2 separate regions of the Callithrix jacchus genome follow, and region 1 is linked to region 2. A link is a contact called in public Hi-C data. All regions are on one chromosome and are shown on one strand. Each heading gives the region's core, a stretch centred on a gene start, on an enhancer-like site or on the middle of the called end of the contact. The rest is flanking DNA. Distances are from core to core; before and after follow the strand shown.

The links. A called contact is a pair of places that touch in the nucleus more often than the background predicts.
Region 1: a contact with region 2 is called in a Hi-C map of skeletal muscle, with 2.2 times the contacts expected there. The contact joins the enhancer-like site here to the promoter of DOK5 in region 2. A contact is called at or near these places in 2 of 3 Hi-C or Micro-C datasets (both in skeletal muscle).

The regions. Positions count from the first base shown.
Region 1 is chr5:50,191,960-50,197,201 of calJac240_pri, reverse strand. All of the region lies in intron 6 of DOK5 (docking protein 5), which reads right to left. Among named protein-coding and RNA genes, the nearest start is that of DOK5, 140 kb to the right of the region's middle. Within about 2 kb of position 2,596, at least 2 of the 16 cell types and tissues checked have an H3K27ac peak or open chromatin away from gene starts, as enhancers often do. A contact at or near this core is called in skeletal muscle, where this site is marked.
Region 2 is chr5:50,052,972-50,058,074 of calJac240_pri, reverse strand. It overlaps DOK5 (docking protein 5), which reads right to left and starts at 3,431. Exons shown (of 8, transcript XM_002747691.6): 1 at 3,144-3,431. The coding sequence starts at 3,209.

The DNA.
Region 1 (5,242 bases), core at 1,347-3,846, 140 kb before region 2:
GTAGTAACGAGCTATATAGCTGCAGACAAATGACTTCGCCATGCTGAGCATCTCTTTCCTCATCTATATCATAAGACATTCATTCCTTCCAGGTCAGGGATCACAAATAAAATATTCTTTTCCATTGTAAGCCCTGTAGGAGCATGGGCCTCAAGTGCCTACTTACCACTCTATCCTGTTGCACAAAACAGAACATAGTAGGTTCTCAATAAACATGTTTAAATGGTCAAATGAATGAGAGTGAACAAATGAATCTACTCCACAGAGTTATTGTGGTGATTAGAGAAAAGGCAAGTAAAGTCTCTGTTATATTGTAGGAGACCTGAAAAATAGCAGTGGCTATTATCACTGAAGAGTTGGGCATATCGTAGATGTTCAAGAAATACACAGTATTATAAACAAATGCCAGAAAGTAGGAAAAATATTTAAAAGCGAAAAATCAAACCACGAAGTAAATACTATTTCAGAAATTTTCATGGTTCAGGGGACAGACACTGAGAAGGCCCCATGACCCCCTCCTCCTGGTGGGCATCCCCTTTGGTGGTCCCCTTCCTTTGCATGCACAGAGCATATGACTTGCTTTTAATCAATAGACTGGCTGGGTGCAGTGGCTCATGCCTGTAATCTCAGCATTTTGAGAGGCAGAGGAAAAAGGTTTGCTTAAACCCAGAGTTTGAGACCAGCCTGGGCAACATCATAGGGAGACCTAAAAAATAAATAATAAATAAAAGGAGCCAGGCATGGTAATGTATGCTAATAGTCCCTGGATACTCAGGAGGCAGAGAAGAGAGGAGGTTGAGTGGGCCGTGATCACACCACTGCGGTTCAGCCTGGGTAACAGAGCAAGACTCTATCTCCAAAAAAAAAGAAACAAAAATCAATAGACTATGGCAGAGCGATAAGGTGAATAAAATAATCCTGCCACAATTGTGATACATAGGACTGTGGCCTCTTGCTGGCTTTGATGAAGTATGTGGCCATATTGGTGAGGTCCATATGGCCAGGAGCTAAGGGTGGCCTCTGTCCCTGAAGCCTTCAATCCCACAACTCCAAGGAGCTAAATTCCACCAATAACCATGAGAGCTGGGAAGTGGATGCTTCTCCACTTTTACCTTGAGATGAGACTGCAGCCCCAACAGAAACCTGCAATACAGCCCTTTGAAAAACTGATGAGGAAGTGGGTACATTCAGTACCCACTATGCTATGCCAAAACTCCTGACCCACAGAAACTGTGAAATAATGTGTGTGTTGGCCGGGCGCGGTGGCTCAAGCCTGTAATCCCAGCACTTTGGGAGGCCGAGGCGGGTGGATCACGAGGTCAAGAGATCGAGACCATCCTGGTCAACATGGTGAAACCCCGTCTCTACTAAAAATACAAAAAATTAGCTGGGCACGGTGGCGCATGCCTGTAATCCCAGCGACTCGGGAGGCCGAGGCGGGAGAATTGCTTGAACCCAGGAGGCGGAGGTTGCAGTGAGCCAAGATCGCGCCACTGCACTCCAGCCTGGGTAATGAGCGAAACTCCGCCTCAAAAAAAAAAAAAGTGTGTGTTGTTTTAATGGTGCATAGTTTGTGGTACTCTGTTACATGGCAATAGAAAATTAATCAAGTAGTAATATAGACATCAATTAGCCACAGCATCAGTAGCAAGGTCCCAGAGAAGGATGTGTGAGGGCAGACACCACTGGGTGTATCTAAGCATTGCCATGTCAGGATGCAAGATCAGCATTGCCAGACCTTTCCACTTTTCGAGAAAATATAAAAATCTGGCCAGGCACAGTGTCTGATGCCTGTAATCTCAGCACTTTGGGAGGCTAAGGCGGGTGGATCACGAGGTCAGGAGTTCGAGACCATCCTGGCCAACATGGTGAGATCCTGCCTCTACTAAAATACAAAAAATTAGCTGGGCTTGGTGACATGTGTCTGTAATCCAAGCTACTCCGGAGGCTGAGGCAGGGGAGTCTCTTGAACCCGGGAGGCAAAGGTTCAGAAAGCCAAGATTGTGCCACTGCACTCCAGCCTGGACTCTGTCTTAAAAAAAAAAATTCTGAGATTTATGTGTAAGCTCTTAATTTTTAAATATCAGTCACTAATTTGGAGTTTTCAGAATAGCAATAAGTTATTATTTTTCCTCTATGTTTCTTGTTTAAAAATTCAATGCAGGGTAAAGAAAGCACGTCAGGACTGGATTCAAAGATACAGTGTCAGGTGGAGTGATGCCAGCACACTGTTCCAAATTTGAGCCCTACTACCTTCTAAGGTGGTGGTTTGGGGTCTTCAGTACAAGAGTTTTCATGAGGTTTAGAACTAACACAAAACATCCTTAAAATATTGTCTGTTACAGAGCAAAGATACGACACTTTCTTGTTTTAATATTATTGACATTATTATCATAGTAGTTTTCTCTGACTGTTGAAACAAATTACCATCAATTGGTGATATAAAACCACACAAATTTATTGTTACAGTTTTAGAGATCAGAAGTCCAAAATCAGTTTCACTTGGCTGCAGTCAAAGCATCAACAGGGCTGGTTCCTTCGGGAGGTTCTGGGGGAGAACCTGTTTTCATGCCTTTTGTAACTTCTCAAGGCCACCAACAGCTTTTGGCTCACAGTCCCCTCTTCCACTTCAAAGCCAGCTGTGTAGCATTTGAAAATCTTTCTCTCCACCCCTTCTCTCTCTTTCTGCTTCCGCCATTGCCTTGCCCTCTGTTTGACTCCTGTTTCTCTCTTATTTTTGAGACAGAGTTTCGTTCTGTCACCAGGTTGGAGTGCAGGGACACTGTCTTGGCTCACTGCAAACTCCACCTCCCTGGGTTCAAGTATTCTCATGCCTCAGGCTCCAGAGTAGCTGGGATTACAAGTGCCCACCACCACACCCAGCTAATTTTTATATTTTTAGTTGAGACGGAGTTTCACCATGTTGGCCAGGCTTGTCTTGATCTCCTGACCTCACAATCTGCCCGTCTTGGCCTCCCAAAGTGCTGAAATTACAGGCGTGAGCCACTGCTCCGGTCCTCTTGTTTCCCTCTTCTAAAGACATGTGTGATTACATTGAACCCACCTGATAGGCCAGGATAATCTCGCCATCTCAGGATGCCTAACTTGGTCACATCTGCAAAGCCCCTTCTGCCTTGTAAGGTAATATTCACAGAGTGCAGAGATTCAAATGTGGACATATTTGGGGAGCCATTATTCAGCCTCCCACAACTGTTACTATTGTTATCTGACCCACAGGGCCCTTCTTTATGAGTTTTGGGATTGAGGGTCATAAGGCTGACTCAAATCAATTCGCTCCAGGCTGTAATTTTAGCCTGGTATGGACCCAAAGTGCAGCCTTCTGTCTGTAGATGCACTCTTGGGAATGTTACAACAGTGACAGTTAACAGTGAGTTAGGTCTTCCAGTAAGGCTAACGCCAGATAGGAGTTTCGCCATCTTTCTCCAGTTATGACCTTGGCCATCTCATAGAAGCAAGTCAGCAGTCATATAAAGGCAATCCTTAGTGGAATGCAGCCAGGTCTATGTGGATCCACTCTTAACTACCAGAAAAGGCAAAACAGTAACCTAGGCAGGGTGAGCCAGTAACGCTGCCTTCATTTGTTTGTTTTAGCATGGTATCCCCTAATCAGAGATTGATTGAAGTACATCAATTTTAAGCTTTTCACAATCCTTCCTTTAACGCCTTAAGATTCAGATCCCACGGTGAAGCTTACTCACGTCCATCTAAAACAGGATGCCATGGCTTTAAAAATCACGTTTATTTCATAGAACTCATTAGGCATACAGCAAATTAAGAGCAAGTGACAGTATTTTCTAGTTAAATTTGCAAAGGGATAATCCAAATGCTTTACTCATATTCCTGATTAATTTTTAGCGGAAATAATGAGAAGGTTGTAAATGGAAAAACATGTGCATGAGCATGTGGACCCTGCCTTCAAGTACAAAACAATTTATGTTAATTGATGGCTTTGCCAATAAGATGATCTTAGAAAAACTTCTTCAGGTGCCTAAAGGGATCTAATGGAATAGCTACACAACATTAATGCGATGACATGTTGCCCTGTAAGTTTTAAGTGACTTGAATTCTACTTCGCAGCTCGCTCCAGCTCCCTACCTCTCTCTCTCTCTGTCTCGCTTTCCCCTCCCTCCCTCTCTCTCTCTCTTCAACCATCCACTGATCTCTTTTTATTGAAATACCCAGCATTCCTAAGTAGATGGGGAAATAGATACCAAGATCATATTAGTTCAAAAAGAAGGTCTTCCTAGAAGCCTACTTGGAAAGAAAAACAAATCCTTAAAAGCATTCTCAGCCTTTAATTCAGCAATCCATTCTTACGAATTTGTCGGAGGAGGCCCGGCCTGGTGGCTCATGCCTGTAATCCCAGCACTTTAGGAGGCTGAGGTGGGTGGATCATGAGGTCAGGAGATTGAGACCATCCTGGCCAACAAGGTAAAACCCCGTCTCTACTAAAAATACAAAAATTAGCTGGGTGTGGTGGCAGGTGTCTGTAATCCCAGCTACTCAGGAGGCTAAGGCAGGAGAATCACTTGAACCTGGAGGCGGAGGTTGCAGTGAGTTGAGATCGAGCCACTGCACTCCAGCCTGGGCGACAGAGCGAGACTCCACCTCAAAAAAAAAAAAACCCTAAAAAAAAAAAAAAGAAAAGAATTTATCTTAAACAGATAGTCATTGATACATACAGACTGAACATTGAGCTGATGCACAGGTTTTTTTTGTTTTGTTTTTTGGATATATATATATATATTTAGAGAAGGTGTCTCACTTTGTCACCCAAGCTGGAGTGCAGTGGCAGAAACCTAGCTCACTGCTGTCTTCAATTCCTGGGCCCAAAGGATCCTCCTGCCTCAGCCTCCTGAATGGCTGGGCATACAGGCACAAGCCACCGTACTAATTTTTAAATTTTCAAATCTTACCATTTTGCCCAGGCTTATCTCAACCTTCTGGTCTCAAGTGATCCTCCTAGCTAGGCCTCCTAAAATATTGGGATTACAGGTGTGAGCCAATTTGCCCAATCCTGATGCATAGTTTTTACAATCTATGAAAGATCCATATAATAAAATTGGATCACAAAATATGATGTTGCAGATGATATTTAATGAGACAGTATGTAGATATATTTTTGCAGAAAGCTAGCACAAGTAATGTATTCAATATAATTCTATTTTCTACATCTACCTAGTTAAAATACCAGAAAGCTACATACTTGAAAGTGAGTAAT
Region 2 (5,103 bases), core at 2,182-4,681:
TTTAGACTGTTTCCTGTCCTGTTAAAACGATCACATATATAAATATATATGTATATTACATATTATACAATATACACATATGTATATACAACATATACATATGTTGTGTGTATGTATTCATTCCTATGTATAAAAATAGACATACATACAAATATATGTATATAATTTGCAAAAGTTTCATCCAATCAATGAAAAAATCTGGAACTGCATTAAACACTTCTTTGTACACTTCTACATAGAAAGATAAGGAAATACATAATTCCTATATCCTTCCACCAATCCTAACACATCGTTGATTAAAGAAAATGATACAAGCAACAAGCAGAATCAATATTCTATACATTCATCGCATTTTCATGAATGTCTCATTTAATGCTCCCAAGAACATCCTTACATAGTATTCCTTGTACAAACCAGACAACTGAGGCCAGGAAAGGTCAAAGGTCAACAAGGAATAGAAGCAGAATGTGTTTTCTTCCTGTCTTTTTCCAGATCTGAAGAAGCGTTCCTTGGCACAAGGAACAGCTGCTTACCATGAAATGTTTTCGTATTTAATTATAAACCCTCCCAAACATGGTCTGGATTCCATTCATAAAACCGCTGTTGTATTAGTTCCTAAAGGTTATAAATGGCAAGAGCACGCATGCACTGTAGAGTTCAGCGCACATTTCAACACATGAACTTACCAAGTGCCCACTCCATGCTAGACAAAATAGATGCCCTACCTCTCATTGAGACTTGCACATGTTCCTAGAATATACATGTTGCATGCTGTTCTAGGCTATATGCAGCCTAGATTAATACCATTAACATTCCTGACTGTGGACAAAGGGACCCCATGCTTGTTCCCTGAAGCATCCTTCACCAACATGTGCAGCCTCCGTTAAAACTCTGGTTTGCAATGTGTTCTGGCAACTATGTAATCAGCCTCTTTTGTAAATTATACCATAAGAATATTTTTTAAAATAACTGGTGAGAAAACCAATGCTAACTAATAAGATCGGATTTATTTGATCATATTTTTGACCTTTACTCTCCATGAGCAATAACCATAATTCAATAGATATTCTGAAGTCTGAATATAAACACAGATAAAAAGCATAAATCTTAAGAAAGTAAACTGCTCACTGGCACCCAAAATGCTGTAAAATATAAAACAAATACAAACTGAACTGTATTTCGGTTCTTTTTGCTTCAAATATCTGTCCATAAATGTTGGCACGTACACAGGGCTATGTTGTGTCTATTGTAATAATTTAGAAAAAAATTATCTCAGTTACCACAAACAAGAAAATGATGGTAACCAGTCTTTCAGATAAATTACCATGTGTCACAATTTGGCATAAACTCTGATCCTTATGAATAATTCATATTTTGTGCATTAATAATGCATGTCCTCTTCCCATTGGAATGCTCCCTAACACAGAATGGATGTCTCCTACCAATTCCTTCCATTGACATGATGGAGTAAAGCTAAATTAGAATGGTGGGTTGTTTTTTTCTTTAACTTACTCCCCTTAAAATTGTAACACTTGGCCAGCCTATAAGCATACCAAAAATAGAACGTTGCTATTATTGTTTGCGCTTTACTTGGGAGTCACTCAGTGAAGTACCCCAACAATGATTCCTCTCGCAGATGAGAATATTTGCATGGCAGAAAAGAAAACCAAGGAAAGTTTGGCAGAGCTGATAGAAATGGTGAGTTCTGTTACATTTCTCCCTAATTATATATGTATATATTCACAATAACACAGGACATAATTGCTAAAACATGGTCACCAGCAGGGAAGAAAAAAAGAAGAAACAAAAAGACCAAAACGAATTAGGCAAGAGTTTTATAATAATTTCGGATGTTCCTCCCCACAGGGCTTCCCTCCCTACTGTGAAATTTCTTTTCAATTTTCAGTAAAAGTATCTGGCACATTAAAACAGTCTAAAGACCAAATCAGAGAAAGATGCCAAATGACACAGATTTGTAGAGAAAGCTACTCAATGCATCACTCATTAGCAACAGGGGTATTCCATACCACTACTGACATAATTATTTCAGGCATTACAAAAGGACATTTTCTCTCCACCTCCCCGCATCCCCCCCCCCCCCCGCATACCATCCCCCACCACTTTTCGCCCTCTACGTCTGGTCCAAACGCACAGGTTCAACTCTAACAGCGACAACACTTGACAGGAAGGAAAGAGATAAGAGGGATCTAGTTTGAAATTTTTAGTAAATAAAAAAATCATTCCAGTATCTTCCCTCTGTCTCAAGAATTCTTTCACCACCATTCAGGCCCAAGGAGAGGAAGGGTGGGTTCTCTCTTGAAGCCTTCCCCAGTGAAGAGCCAAGACAGAAAGGGGCGAAAAAGAGGGAGTTTTAAGAAAGGAGCTGGCCTTTGTCAACATCTGTCCCTAAGTGCCCCAAGATTCATTCATTCTTCCTTTCAGGATGTAGGGAGCACTTGCGTTATGCCAGGTATTAGTTTCCAGGCTAAATAACCCTCCCCTGGATCTCCAGCGTCTATTCTAGCAACAGAAATCCACCACCCCGGTTCATGACCAGGGAAAATCCATATTCAAGTATCTACTCAAGTTGGCACCCCCGGCCAAAAGCCACCCCGCACCGCCTTTGCCACAACACCTGGGTCAGAGGTGGATGTGGGGGGTGTCCAAAGACGCCTTATGCTTGGCAGAAATGGGGTCAGAGGGTTCGTGACCTCGTTCACACCGAGTTTGCGTGTCCTCTTTCTCAACCAGCCGGTCCATCCCTTGGAAAAGTTAAGTTGGCGGCGGGAAGACAGGGGAACTGGGGGCATCCGGCAGGCACCCCCGCCCGAGTTTCTCAGCTTCAACTTCCATGGCTACTGAGAAATATTTACTTCCAGTAGATGGGCTCCACTGGCCACTGAAGCCCAACACGCGGCCACCATCAGAAAGCCAAGTCATCCAAGAGATAAAGATAGATCCATTACACACCTAGACGCGGGCCTGACAGTGGCAGCCCCGGAGACCCGGGTTTCAGCTGAGAAAGCCACCGCGCAATTCCCCGGCGCGGGGCGGGAGACTCTCCGTCCACCCTCCGGGGATGCTGGCTCGGGAGAGAGACCATCGAACCGGCGAGCCGCAAAACGGAGAGGATCGATACTCACCCCGAGACGTCTGCTCCGGATCCTCACGTACCCTTGCTTCACTATGTCATTAAAATTGGAAGCCATCCCCGACAGCTGGCAACCCCCCTTTACACAGAAGCGCGCACCCCAAGTGGCTTTGGGGAGGGTCGAGGGCAGGGTCGAGACAGGGAGTCGTGTGGGGAGAAAGTTGGAGAGGTGACGCTGCTTCGGCGGCGCTGGGCGAGGCTTCAGAGGACGCACATCACTTTCTCCGTCCCCCGAACCCCGAGAGTGGGCTGCCGGCTCGCAGCCACTTTCGGGGAGCGCAGAGCGCAGCGCGGGGAGGCGAGGCTGGAGCGCTGGCGTCAGCTGACTCCGCGGCCTGCCTTCCAGGAGGAGGAGCGGCGGCTGAGGGATCCAGCCCTGCCTCTTCCCGGGGCCGAGAAGGAGGAGAAGGAGGAGGAGGAGGAGGAGGAGGAGGAGGAGGAGGAGGAAGGAGGAGGAAGGGGTGGGGGCTAAGACGAGGAGCCGCAAGGGTCCCAGCGCCGGGCTGCGGCCACCCGGGAGCAGCCGCCCTGGAACGCGCTCCCCGCGCCTCCCACCCACCTCTCCCTGCCCCTTCCCCTTCCGATCCCTCCCCTCCTGGCTGACCCGGAGCGTGCCCTCGCCGCCCCCGCACCTCGCCTACAGCCTGCTCGCTCTCCTCGCTCCTGTTACTTATTTTAGGAGGAGAGGAAATTTCACTTTTTTCCAGCCGTCGCCTACCCCGGCTCTTCCTTCAGCCCCTACCCTTTTCCCGAGAAGGGCCTTGACATTGCGTGTGTGTCTGAGGAGATGGTGTTGCCGCGGTTCGCCTTGACCTTGGCATCCGAGGATGTTGTCACCGCCTAAGCGAAATGCTTCCTTGGGTTTCCTTGCTGTCATGGACCTAACCCTCTCTGGTGTCATTTGCCACAGTTTCCCTGTTTGAGCCTGTCTTTCCGGCTGGAATGTGTTTTCCAGGGGCCTAAGACGTGGCCTCATCACTGTCCCCGAAGCTTGAGCCCAGAGCAAGTGCTCAGTAAATCCTTGTGGTTATCAAGATGGCCACCTAGGCGCCAGGCACTCTCCCAAGCCTTTTGCTTGGATTCACTCATTCAAACTCCCCTGCACTTTTTGAGGTAGGTGCCCTGTTATGTACATACCGGGCCCATATTTAAGCCTCCTTAGCCTGGTAGTAGAGCTCTCATAGCCATCATGAGATATTGCCTATACGGTAAGATTAAGAAGGGAACTGGATTTTACACTCACCTGCCCCTGACTGCATTACCTCCCTGAAGCATACTTGAGTTGATAATTGCCAACACACATGAGCACCAGTCTGCTGTGCATTGTGTTAATCTTGTTAAGGGAATAATGAGTTAGGTACCAGCATCCATATTTTACAGACTGGAGCTCAGAAGAGTTAGGCCCCTGGGACTTGCTAAGGTCTCTCAGCTGGCCACTATCAGAGCTACGACTGAAAACAGGTGTGTGTAGAGCCCAGCTCTGCTTCTAAACATTCTCCTGTTCCTCTTCTGAAGAGCAGATGTCACAGAAAGAGAGGGTACTAGTTGATTTCCAAGGAAGATCTTTCTAATCATTTGCACTATTCACAAAGGCAAAGATATTATCAGAAATTAGACAATTCTTACCCACTGGAAGGACCAAGCTAAAGCGGGGTGATCTCTGCTCAGAGCTATTGAGAAGAGGATCCAGTTACTAGTGGAACATTTGACCTCATGACCTCCACAGGTCTTTCAACTCTAGGATTATATGAATCTTCCCTTTCTCACTAGGAACATTCGCTTTTAGTCACCTTGGGTTGATGAGTTTCAGTTAAAGAACAGAATCCCCCAAGGATGTGTCATAGGAGACTAAATAGGGACAATCAAAAAGGAAATATTCTGGCAGGGAGAACTATTTTTGCTACATAGTAAACCATCTGTCTTCATGTTGCCATTCTATGAAAAATGATGCT